Regions from separate parts of the Gossypium hirsutum genome. Here region 1 is linked to region 2. The links are chromatin contacts, called in public Hi-C maps. All regions are on one chromosome and are shown on one strand. Each heading gives the region's core, a stretch centred on a gene start, on an enhancer-like site or on the middle of the called end of the contact. The rest is flanking DNA. Distances are from core to core; before and after follow the strand shown. Region 1 holds the start of LOC107924347 (UV-B-induced protein At3g17800, chloroplastic). Region 2 holds the start of LOC107924662 (cyclin-C1-2).

Evidence for each region. Hi-C and Micro-C count contacts between places; a contact is called where the count stands out from the background.
Region 1: a contact with region 2 is called in a Hi-C map of leaf, with 1.8 times the contacts expected there. The contact joins the promoter of LOC107924347 here to the promoter of LOC107924662 in region 2. A contact is called at or near these places in 3 of 34 Hi-C or Micro-C datasets (callus and leaf).

What each region holds. Positions count from the first base shown.
Region 1 is chrA11:17,299,200-17,305,578 of Gossypium_hirsutum_v2.1, reverse strand. LOC107924347 (UV-B-induced protein At3g17800, chloroplastic) reads left to right here and starts at 4,847. Exons shown (of 2, transcript XM_016854747.2): 1 at 4,847-5,806. The coding sequence starts at 5,394.
Region 2 is chrA11:17,127,815-17,134,611 of Gossypium_hirsutum_v2.1, reverse strand. LOC107924662 (cyclin-C1-2) reads right to left here and starts at 5,227. Exons shown (of 8, transcript XM_016855204.2): 1 at 5,070-5,227; 2 at 4,840-4,946; 3 at 4,144-4,183; 4 at 2,637-2,755; 5 at 2,431-2,545; 6 at 1,806-1,856; 7 at 872-1,019; 8 at 225-520. The coding sequence starts at 5,101. The coding sequence ends at 419.

The DNA of each region.
Region 1 (6,379 bases), core at 3,598-6,097, 170 kb before region 2:
ACACGAGCAGAGACATGGGCGTGTGTCTCAGTAGTGTGAGGTACACGATCACAACACACGAGCATGTGCTTGGCCGTGCAAAAACTACACTAGATTCGAATTGAAAATAATTCTTCACGGGCTAAGCACACGGGCGTGTGTCTTAGCCGTGTGAAACTAATTTGTTCATGAGTAATAAGTCAGAAAGTTACGCGGGTAAAAGACACGGGCGTGTCCTGGCCTTGTGAGTCACACGGAGTGACAACACGAGCATGTCTTAGGGACATACGGGCGTGTCTCCTAGACCACACGGGCATGTGGGTACTGTTCATAAGATAAATTTTGGAAACTTTACGAAAAATTTTATAAGCTTCTGATCGGGTTCCGATTTGTTTCTAACATCTTCTTTGGGTCTCGAATGTCCATTAAAGGGTCAATAAGATAAATTACTGAACTGTATAATGAATAATTTTATGTGATTTGCGTTATAAACTGTAGTGACTGGTAACGCTCTGTAATCCTATTCCGATGCCGAAAAAGGGTTAGAGGGTGTTACAAGACATGTGACCCGATTCAACCTGGAAAAGAATGTTTTGAACCCGATTCGTTGGTTTGGCACGCGAGTTACGTGTTCAGTTCTTATTGGTCACAACTGAAAAAGATGAGCAATACTGTAATTCAGGAAATTGGGGGCACATTCGAATCCCTAATTAACCCTAATTCCCAAATAAATCAAAGTATAATCACCCAATTTTCAGTGATATCGTAAAATTTGATATTCAAATCAAATTGATTAAATCAAGATAGTAAATATTTAAAATAAAATAATTTATGAGTTAAGTACAAATTTGAGAAGTGGAATAATTAATTGTTATTGAATTAAATCAATTAATAAAAATAATACAGTAGCTAAATTGATTAGTGATTTAAATGAAAGAAAATATTTGGCAAGTAAATAAACTAAGGTAAGAGTAGCAATTAAGCCATTAATAATGAATGAAACGTAATAAATTATTAATGTGTCATCATCATCCACTAATTAGCATTATAATTAAATAAACCATTAGATTAGGTAAGAAATTATACTTTTACTAATTAAAAGTATACACACATACATGAAAGTGGGGGGAGAGAGAAAGCATATGTTGATCTTATTTCTCTACTACAAACAGATTGAAAAAGGAAAAAGAAAAGGAAAAACCAAACTAATTTCTTCATTCCTTCGGTCATCAATTATCAAAGTAATTGATCATGTTTTCTCTTAAATTCCATAGATTTCTTAGTATGAATCTAGTAATAGCTAACCCATTTTTTCAATTTAGCGAATTTATAAAGTTTTAATCCGGTTTTCCATTGATGGAAGCTTGAGAAAATTTGGTAACCAGAGATTCAAACCCTTGCATGTTAAAATTAGTTTGGATTATAGTAGAATATGTTAAAAGATTATAATGAAAAGTATTAAATTAAGCTTCTTTCAAATTTTGATTATTTGATTAAGTATATATATATATATAATGATTCAAAAATTAGTGGTATCGAAAAATACAATTTCAGAATTTTATTTTTAATGTTTGAGTCAGTAAATATTTTGAGATTAAAAAGTTAAATAAAATTTAGTCTAAAATAAAAGAATTAAATTATAAAAATTATAAATATTTATAGCTATAAACTTTTAAATTTTTAAATGATCAATTCAACAATTAACCAATTGAAAATAACCAAATGGTGGTGGATGTTAGTTGGCGGCCACCACATTCACTAAGTATACTTAACATTAACTTAATTAAAATTTGATTAATTAATTAAGTTTAATTAAAGGTTAATAATGGTATAAAAGCCAAAATTAACGAAAGAAAGAAAAACATTTTTGTCCATCTTTATCTTCTTCAACCGAAACCAAAAGAAAGAACATAAGGTTTCAAGCTTATACCTTTCGGTACTAAATAGATCGAGAATTAAACTAAAATAAGGATATTAGAAAAAGATAAAATTATTAATTAGTCCTTACAATTTAATTTGTCTGTTGAATTAATCAGGTAAGTTCATATGGTGTGTTGTGTTTAAATTGTTATGTATTTAAAATTAAATTAACTATCATAAACTTTGGTCACTTTGCTATCCAATCTTCTTTGCATAAATTTCATTTCCCTTACTTTATAATCTTTTCGATTTTGTCCCTACTAGCATATATTTTCATTAATCACTTCACTCCTATATATCATTACAATTGAATATGTTATTTCAAAATCTTAGTACACTTAGTCACTTTTGTATATTTTATAATTTGATCCTTTTTAATATGAAATTCGAGAATCACTAGAAATTCACTTAAATATCACTTTATAATTAATGCACTAATACTTAACACTTCATTTAAGTTCTTTATTATAAAATTTTATTTCACAGTTACACTTTTCAATTTAGCCTTTTTTTTATTATAATTTTACTACACGTAATTTATTCACTTTGTTGTGGAAGTTAATTTCATATATTCACTTCTTTCTACAAGAATTTCATAATAAATATTAAAATTTTCCTAGCGTAATTAAATTTTAAGAGCACTAACATAACAATTAGAATATAATTCATGCATAAATTCAAATTTGGTAAGGTAAGATTCGCGGTGCCCTTACCTATCTTTTTGTTAGGAATTCACTATTTTTGCTTTAACTCTCTTCCTTCCTCACTTTAGTCACCACCTTCACCTTGATTCCAACATTTTCATTATTTCTTCTCTTTTTCTACTTCATGAACACATCAAATACATAATCAAAACTCATACTACAAATCATTTTCTTATTTTTCGACTTCAATTAAACATGAATTCTATAAAAATTCTTTGATTTCTTACCTTGTCTCTTTAATCCCTTTACTTTCTTCTCAACTTTCTCCACTTCCACTTCCAATTTTTTTTTCCAAGATGATAATCTAACTCTTTAGGATCTCCACTTCACTTTTCCTTTTTAGTGGCTATGGAAATTCCCATGACTTTTGGGTAAAAATGGTAAGAGTGAGGAGGAGTTGGTAGAACCATTATAGTTTTCAAGATGATTGGCTTTGTGACGATATTAATTTTTTTGTTGATTCCGAACCAAGTGAAGGATTTAAAACTTGCTTGTTCATGACCTTTCCAATACACAAGGGATTGCCTGGGATGTCAATTTTATTCAGGGGATGTGTGTTTATGGACCTGGTTAGTAGCCAAAAACCTTCTAACAAATTGATTTGGCATTTTATTAAGCATGGTGAATGCACTATGAAGTTTGGCTATTGACAATTTCTCTAATATTGATACTCTCGAGACTGAAGGTAGTTGGCAATAGATTTGGAATAACTTGCCGTCTAAATTCCCACACTTCTGTTGGAATTGTTTAAGGAACTCTGTCCTTTACAAATCTAATTAAGCTAGAAAAGAGATGAATATTAAAAAGGCTTGTTGTTGGTGTGGCCTTCTCAAAACTCTAGATCATAGTCTCCTACATTGCCCAACTATTAAGCCATAATGGGACTCTCTAAATGCTGATATTCTTACAAGTATTGTCCCTCAGTTCATCAAAGATTTCTTCAATGCAAATATTTTAGATTTTAAACACCAATATTTATCTTGCTTATGCACCATATGGTATAGAAGGAATTTGTTTGTATGGCAACAAAAAGAAATGCAGGCTCACAATCTTGTTACTTTTATTAATAGTTTTTTGCAGACTTGGAAAGATTCAAAGATGTTGTTTCGACCAACCTCTTTGGAAGAAGGTTGGCTAAAATGCAATGTTGATGCCGCAAACGTTTCTAGTTGAAGATAAGACTAGTTTTGCTATTGTAATTAAAGATGCAGATGGTAGATTCGTCCAAGCTTTATCGGGTCATTTTTCAGGTGTCATAGAAGCTCATGTTGCTGATGCAATAGCGATTTGAGAGGCTCTTTCATGGAACAAGGATTCTAACCTTGACAAGGTCATTATCGAACTCAATTGTATGGAGGTGCTCAACGCCCTCGGCCGGATGAAATCTATGATTTTAGAATTTGAATTAATATTGATTGATATTGCATTATTTTAAATAAATTAATTTCATGTTATTTCAATGGATTCAACAGAATATTAAGAAAGTCGCTCATTCTTTAATTAAGGTAGTGTCGTATTATTTGAGATTTTATTCCATTTTGCTTAAACTCTATTTTATGATCGGAGCTTTGTATTGATAATGCTAAAATTAGGATGCAGAGAAGATTGAGTGTACATGGTAAGCCTCATGGCTTGAAATTAATTGATCTTTCTAGTTCTTTTATTAAGGTATAATTCTTTTTTGGTCCATTAACTTTAAAAGTTATTTTAACTATTTATTTAATTTTTCGTCTCTTTTAATTTTTAATTTTTCATTTTTTGTTAATTTATCTTAAAATAAATTAAAATATTTTTTATTTTTAAAAAATTATTTTTAATGATTTTAATTTTTAAATTTGTTCTTAAAATTCTTTAAAATTTTAAGTTTTAAAAAAATAATTAAATGCTAAGCTGATTATCCACGTATATGAAACATCGATAAAATTAAAAATATTAAAATTTTCAATCATTTTAGAGTGATTTAATAAAAATATAAACAACTTGAAAGATTAAAAAAAGGATAATTTTAAAAAACTAATTAAATCATTAGTTAATTTAATTTATGATAAAGAAAATCTGGTGATGGTCGCAGAGTTTAGGCAAAAAAAGGGAACATAGGGTAACCGTAGTTATAGAAAGCAAAGACGATAATGTTAAGGTAGAGGGCATGAAACATAATTAAAGAAAAAAGAAAACAATGGGTGCAGAAATAAATAATAATAAATGAAACTATGGGTGGTGTGCTGGTTTGATCTCCTTATCATAACTCTGTAGATTGTCTTATCCATTTTGTCCATCCCATTGATCTCTTCTTATCTGATAACCCATTTTCTTTCTTTCTTTCTTTCTCTACTCTTTTTTTTTTTTATCAATTTTGATGAAATTTATTTCCACCCGATAAATTTTGAAAATGGTATCTTCTAATAAAATAATTTTATACTGAAAAAGAAAACCCACAAAATATCATCAACTTTGTTCTCCATCTTCATCACTTTTGGGGACCCTAATTCAGTCATTGGCCATTGTTCTCCCAATCACCAAAATATCTATTTTATCAAGGACTGGTCAATTTGGTGCCATCCCTTTTCTCCAGTGGCAGCTTCTACACACATATACATAACAATTTCTTCAATTTATTTATTCTTTTTTATTTAATTTTAGTCCTCAAAACCCTATCCAAATGGCATCTTTTTAGGTAAACATAATAATAGGGCTTAACCATGAAGCAAATAAACCCACCTCTCTCCCTTCTTATCATTTCATCTCTCCCATAATTTCAGCGTATTCTGTTTGGGTTCCCATTGACAGTTGATGGAACATTGTTTCTCTCTCCACAAGGCCCCTTCTCTCTCTTCTTTTTTACCATCGCTGGTAAAGATTTATCAGGGGCCCCGCGTTTTTACCCCTTCGAATTCACCTTCCGACTTTGCTTTGTCCCGCCGCCGATCACTCAGGACTGGCTTTACTTCCACTCCTTTCAATGGCCGGAAAGCACCCTCTGTCAAAGCCAGCGCCGGGGCTAGCCACTGTGATTTCAGCAGCTTGAACGCGCCGCTTGAGCCGAGGTCAGCTCCTGGGAAGTTCTTAAGCGGTGTCCTTCAGAACCAACGTCAGTTCTTCCACTTCGCTGCCGCCGATGAACTTAAGCGGCTTTCCGATGATCGTGACGCTGCCGTCTCTCGTATGTTTGTTAGCTTGGATTCTGACGAAGCATGTCTTCACAGGTTTGTATAACACTTCTGTTGCTCTAGTATACTGCAAGGAAAATTGAAGTGTATAACTTGCATATGTTCTTTGAAGAGGCCCTTTTTTTTTCTTTTTTGAAGAGGCCTTTTTCTTTTCTTTTCTTTTCTTTTTTTATGTTGGTAAGTTGCGAGTCGTGATGTTTTTGGTTTGATTAAGTTATTTTTTTTTGGTATTGTTTTCATTGTATTGAGAAAATTAAAGTGCTAACCAACCTAAGCTTAATTTTTATTAATGGTGATCAGCATGTTTGTTTTGATGGGAGAGGTTTTACTTTTATCATGTGATGAGTCTATTAAGTAGATCTTGTGTGGGAAAAGAAGTCTGTTAAGTAGATCTTTTGTATTGTGAATGAGAGATTATTAATAGGTTCTTTTGTTGTTTAACAATCTCACAAGAAACTAATGAAAATTGCATGGACTTGAAGGTCAGAATAATGGATTCTTCTATATGAGAACTTTGATATCAACTATCAAGGGTCAGATAGATATATCAGTCTCTCCTATGCCTAACAACCAGTCTAAGACTATGCTAGGCCTTCTTCTTACCATAAT
Region 2 (6,797 bases), core at 3,978-6,477:
AAAAAAAATAAGCCAAATTGAAAAAATATATATATAAACGTCGAATCCCCTATTATTTTTATTAGTATTTAAGAAACTTCATTTCAAACTTAGCTTGAGCATAAACAATTGATATTGAAGTCTTGTAAAAATTTACAGACCCTTTCTCAATGCGGTGTAGATCAACCAATTTCTGCAGAGCTTGAGGTTCATTACTTATAAATTACTAATCTTTAAGAAATACAGAATTGTAATCAGACATTTACCATTATTATCTTCTGCAAAGTTTTATAGAACACCATTTTAGTTTATCATACCAGAAGGTAGGTTAATCTGCTGAGATATTACCAGTTTCATAGCTTACAGCCACCGAGAAAATACTATCAAGTCATGCACTGGTCGATAGCAGTATCATCAGGTTCCACGCTCAATCAACCATCTAAGGCTTAAGAGCAAGTTTGAGGAAGGCAGTACTTATTCGCTCATCTGCAATCATTTTGTTCTCATAGAAGTCGAGGATCTCCATGGAGATGTTTTTCACCTGTCAGTTTCAATAAAATTTAAAATGTTGCAAAAATAAACCACTTGTGAAAATGTAATTGCAATTGTGACATGATGGAGCGAGTTGCAGTGCACTCAAACTTCACAGGGATATGCAATGTTCAATTTAAGGTGATTGGTAAATAGCATGTAATTTACCAGTGGAATGATCTCAGAAAATGCATGAATTCTTCCCGGTTAAATATATGAGGTATAAAGTCTCACCAGACGAATGGAAAAGAACATTTCCAAAAGGCAGCCAATTCTTGGTATTAATCAAATAAAATTTTGTGCGAGATGTGTTGAAATAAACCGCAATGCTATGGATCAAATTTAGCTTTAGAAAACTTACCACATTCATATCAACGCGAAGTTCTTCAAACCAAGTTGTGATATCTTTCTCCCTGTAGACGCTAGCAATGTATATGCAAGCTAAGGCAATCAAATATGGCGGATGTGTAAGAATAAGGTCCATCTTGTATGTGTCATTTACAAGTCCCCTGTGTTTCAAATTGCCAAGTTTAATATATTTATTCAGTTAAGCAGAACTTTAAAGAAGAAGAAAAGAGAAAAGAGAAAGGATTCATTAGAAACCAATAATTGATCATGAACAGAGACATGCTTGTATTCATATTGAATTTTTTGTGTTCTAGTTACTTTTCTTGTGTCATATTTCTGTTGTGTAATTGTATCCGGCCCAAAGTTATCAGGTCAATTGTGTAAAAACTACGGAGTTGAAAAACAGCTACATGTACACAAGGAATGCTAGAATATTAAAAATTTCCATCACCATTTTCATTTATTTCAGTTCAAATAAAACAGAGTTCGTAAATAATAAATACAACTATACCAACTTCAATACAGTTGAATAATAACCACAAGTTTATCTACATGCACCTATTTAATTCCATAGGTCAGGTATATAGATGTATTTCATCAATCCTAAAAAAATCGAAGCTGAGCATCCTCAAACCAAGATAACAAAAGCTGGTTTGAAAGTATAGTTTGCCAGTTGGACCATTACGGTTCTTAATTTTAATCCCAGCCTTTCCATTATATATTTTTGTATATCGGTTTATGCATCTTCAATCAACTCTTCGTTAAATAATGAAAAGGCAATATAGTCCGCACATAGTCAGCAAAGCCAAAGGCAACTTACTTTCAGCAACTCTTCTTTACAAGTTTAGGACTTATGCGAAAAGGTGGGACTTTTTTAGGGCATATTTAGACATGCATTAAATATTTTGAACTTCAAAAGGTACAGATGCTGGAGTTTTAACACTTACCAAGATAATTGAGTCATACTCATATCATTCATGCCAGCATCCTGCAACAACCTGCCAACGTAACAGGCACAGGATACATTCATGTGGGAAATTTAAAAAAAAAAAAGTCCTGATGAAAATTAGCAGAAAGCACAGTATTGAAAAGAAAATCTAAACTTAAACTAGCTAGTTTAGTTCTAACTTAAAGTTGCATGTCAACTATAAATTGTCAGATAAGGCTGCATTCAGTTTATGTTCATAGAAAATGTAATAAGTAATATGTCATAAATGTGCATCTCTATAATATAAAAAAAAAAAAAGAGCATTTACTAAATGCTAACCAAATTCTATGAGAAAAAATTTACCAATATCAAATAATAGATACAATTATGTAACTAGGGAACTAATAAAGATTTAAAAGAAAGGTAGAAAAAATGTGGATAATAATAGGAGTACTAGACTTGATTTGACACAAATAATCATAGAATGACCTTACTGGATAGAATCGCAACAGTAGACAGAAATCATTAAGACAAAAGTTCCAATTTCATATAAAAGAAATTGTTGTCCATGCAAAAGATCAGTGGTGCAAATTAAAAATATAACAACAGGTGCATAAAATTATGGAAAGAAGATAAAAACTTACGGAGATAATGTGCGGTAAGGATGAAATACAACTAAATAATAGTTAAGTGCTTCTAAGATCTTCATTTCCATTTCAAGTATGTCTTTGATTTCATATCTATACTTTTCATCAGAAGCTGCAAAGCAAATATGGCAGGATTGCAGTTACCAAACAAAATTATGGGAAGTTTAAAGGTTAAATCAACCAACTTAGTAGGAAGTGATTACATAATTTTTTAATGTAAAATACAAGAAGTCGAGCCTGCACCGTGCTTTCTTCTGCCTTTGATGCCAAATATAAGCAAGTAGGAGCAACAAGACGAGGATCGTATTCACTCATGCTCCTTCTGTAAGACAAATGAAAAACCTTGATCAATGATTCATAATGCATTGTATGGAGGAAAACTGAAGCTTTGACATATTTAAATCCAATGCATCTCTATCTCATCCAATATTCCTTGGTTGCACGGTGGAAAAATAATGATGTCTAACTTTACGTGGGGTATTAATTATCAAGTTGTGACTATGAAGAACATGTCTTATTATATGAAGAAGTAGCAGATCATTTCAGCTCAAGGATGGAAAAAGAAAACTGCATAAATTAGGAAACATGAAGTCACTCATGATATATTTGTAACATGTTAAAAAATAGATTCTAGTTCAAAAATCACAAGAAATTCATAGTTTTGAGTTATGAAAACAATGAATGTATATGGGAAGATACGTTAAGAGCTGTTTGTCATCAATAAGTCACATGCCCTTTTAGATGACCATTACTACTAAACTATGCAAAATACCTGGTATAGACACGTCTCATATACGTAACTGCAGTTGCTACAACCCTGAAATATCAACCATGTCTTAGAGATAATCGCAATTGTTGAAAACTAAACCAGCAATGCAATTTTTGTCCATTGTGTTCGTAATGACAAGAAATACTAAATTCAGTGTGCAAAGAAAAAAACTAGATTCGCTGCTTTACCAGGAAACAATTGTCTCACAAATGAAAGAAACAATTGACTCACTAATGTTCAGGACTCCTTTCTGTTAGCACACTTAAGATGGTTACTTGCAACAATTTTCTATACAAAATCTGTAACCAACTATTTTAAGAAGCTATTGCGTTAGGGCTAACAGTTGCAGCAAATAAAGTTCTTACATGCAGATTAATAATTTGATTAGCTAACATAAGAGGTTTCTGGATGAGTGCCCATGCATGGTATATGTGATAATTAGTTTTTAGCTAAAATCGAACCTATGTTATTCCCTTTCTTAAGCTTACAAGTAGAATCACAGTAAGTGATCGAAAAAGCCTTTAGATAGTCCAGTTCAGTCCTGGGTAGCACTACAAGACAGCTAGGAAATCGAATAAATGCCAGTGGCACAACATACTATATCAACTGAATAAAAAAGCCAAGCTGATAAACCTAATATAGTAAAGAAATTAAATAAATCTAAAACTCTAATTTCTGTCATTCCTATTCCTTCTCTGATATTGTTTTCCAATAAAAACATCCACATCACGATATTAGTCGCATCAGCAGTCGAACTAGTTCATATTCACCAAAATGCTGCAATTAAACATTGTCAGAGTGAAGAAACCACAGGAGCATACACAATTTAGAAAGGGAACGTGAAGATAACAATTTTGACGGCATCGCTGAATGAAATGGACAATCATTTAAGCAAAAAAAAAGGTATTTCTTAAAAAAAAAAAAAAGATAGAAGATCAAACCTTTGCCTCACTTTAACATTTTGAGCCAGTTTCATTATATCTAAGGAAGGGAAAGAAAGCAAAAAATCACTAACTTTAATGAGGAAGTTATATAGAACAAAGCTATTAGATGTGTTCAATCAATTTAGGCAAGGCATATGTTTGCACACAGAATACATTCTAAAACACCATTGATTTCCTTTTAAATTCTAAGTTTCTAACTACAATATAAGCCCCAAAGAGAATAGACCACAAAGCAGATTTCAGAAAAGAAATTATGGAATTACAAATTTTCTTCTGTTGATGAACTTGTTTGTAAGCCATGCTAGCATAAACAATAAAGCTAATATTAAAAACTGAAGGACCCTCAGATTCTTGAAACCACCCCATGGTTACAATTTGAAGTAACCAAATCCAACAATTCCCATTTTCATGACAATATGAGGACTTAAGATGATCAAATGCTCCTGATTTCAAAAATTCAAGATGCATAAAATTACAAACTCCAACATATTATAACATGCAAAATTGCAGATACAAAAGATGAAGAAAACTCCAAACCCAAGCTCAATTTTGAAACAAAAAGAGCCCACATTACCATTAAATAACAAATACCCAGATTATAAGCTTCACAAAGAAAATCCAAAATTTGCAAAATCAAGAGAACCCGGATCGAAGCCCATTAAACAAAAGAGTAAAGAGAGAAAGGGAACATACAGTTCGCCATATGCATCTTAATCAGCTTAAATTCTTCAAGCGTGATGCCTTTATCTTTATCTTGTTGATGAACCACATCCACCTCTTCCGGGTCCAAAAGCTGTTTACTGAACAAACAAAAAAGAAAAGAAATCAAATAAGAAAAGACGACAAAAAGGCAAATACCAAAACAATGAAAACCCATGCGATGGATTGCAAAATCAGTGAAAGGAGCTTGGCATGGTTGTTACAAGTGAGAAGAAGTCCAGAAATTGGCCGCCATTCTTTGCTGTTTTGGTGAATCCTGTTAGTGTTAGGTGCTCATAATGATTTTTTTTTTTTTTTTGTTCTCCGGGAGCCGTGATTATTGATTAACGTTTCAAAGCTTACAATTTATAATTTTCTTTTAGTGGTCACTGGTATAGTTAGGATCCGCCCAGATTCACCAGGCCATCGTTTATGGAATTTGGGCTGGGTTGTTCTTTGCTAAGTTCATATAGTCAAAACTAAAAATATTTAACTGTAAAAGGATTTAAAAGTAATATTGTGGATTGATCATTTTTGTGATTAAATTCTATTCCTTCTCACTGTTACACCATCTTTAAAACTATTTGTCTGTTTTTATTTCGATTTTGGAGTGGATTCAAGATTCATCAATTTTCTCTCTAATTATAGTTTTTATATTTGGGCCTTGTATAGTTGGATGAGCTTCTCAAATAGATATCCTCTTAATATTTATCATTGATTTTCGGGCTAATTAATTGACAAAGCCTGGATGTTGGAATTTTTTTTTATTTGGGCTTGTTATCCCATTGCTTTTATTATTTTATTAAATATTTATTTATATTTTTAATATAAAAAATTACCAAAAGAAAAAAAGGTGTGATTCCCACCATATGCTTGCATTAAAAAATTTAGGCTCATATCGAGTGGTAATATAATAAACAATATCATTTATAGTCGCATACGAAATTTAATATATTAAATGAAAAAGAAGTTTGATAATAAAGGAAGAACTAATGTCTTCAGGATGTGGGAATTCCAAACAATTTACGGCATGTTATAATGTCTTGCATAAGTACTAGTTCCAAATAGATTAATGGAATGGAATCCGCCTCATTGTCTCCATTCATATTTGTCTTTATGTATAGAGAGATTAGCCCATGCAATTCTACATGAGGTCAACAAAGGTTTTTTCTTAATAAAGGTGGGTGGATTTTTTTGCAAATGATTTAGTTTTATTTGCAGAGGTGATTAACTCTGTCTTTAACGAGTTTTTTTTAGTTTTTTTAGGTTGCATAGGGAATCATCAAAAAACATTGATAGTTTTCTCTAACAATGTTTCAATAAGATTAAAACATGAAATTAGCTATGATTGGGGTTTTCTGATGTAAATGATCTGCTAAACTATTTAGGCCCCAGTTTTACATCTAAAGGTCACAAACAGAGTTGCTCATGGACTAATTCGAGTTGGGCCTAACCATAATATTAAAACATTTTATACTTGCTCAAGTTTGACTCGACTCGAAATATTGGTTTAAAATTCTGTGCAAATTTGATTATATTTGTAAATGGCTAACCTAAGCACATTTTAAGTTTGCCTATATTAATTCTTTTTTTTTCTTAAATATTTGTTTATATTTATTTTAATTTAACATTTAATAATTTTATATGTTTTTATTTAGTATAATTTTATATATAATTATATTAATTTTTTTAATGTTTAAATTATATTAATATTATATGTTATTATAGATTTAATTGTTGTGTTATAAATTACATAATATAAAACATCACAAACTTTTAAAGAAAAAAAAAAGATCGAACTCGAGCCTTTAATGTTCAAGCTTGAGCCTGACCCATGTTTTAAATGGGTCTAATTTTTTTGCTCAAGCCCTTTTTCTAGGCTTAACATTTTTGTCCGAACCTTCCCAAATTTTATATGAGCCTTCGAGTCTAAGCAAATAGGTCTAGTCACA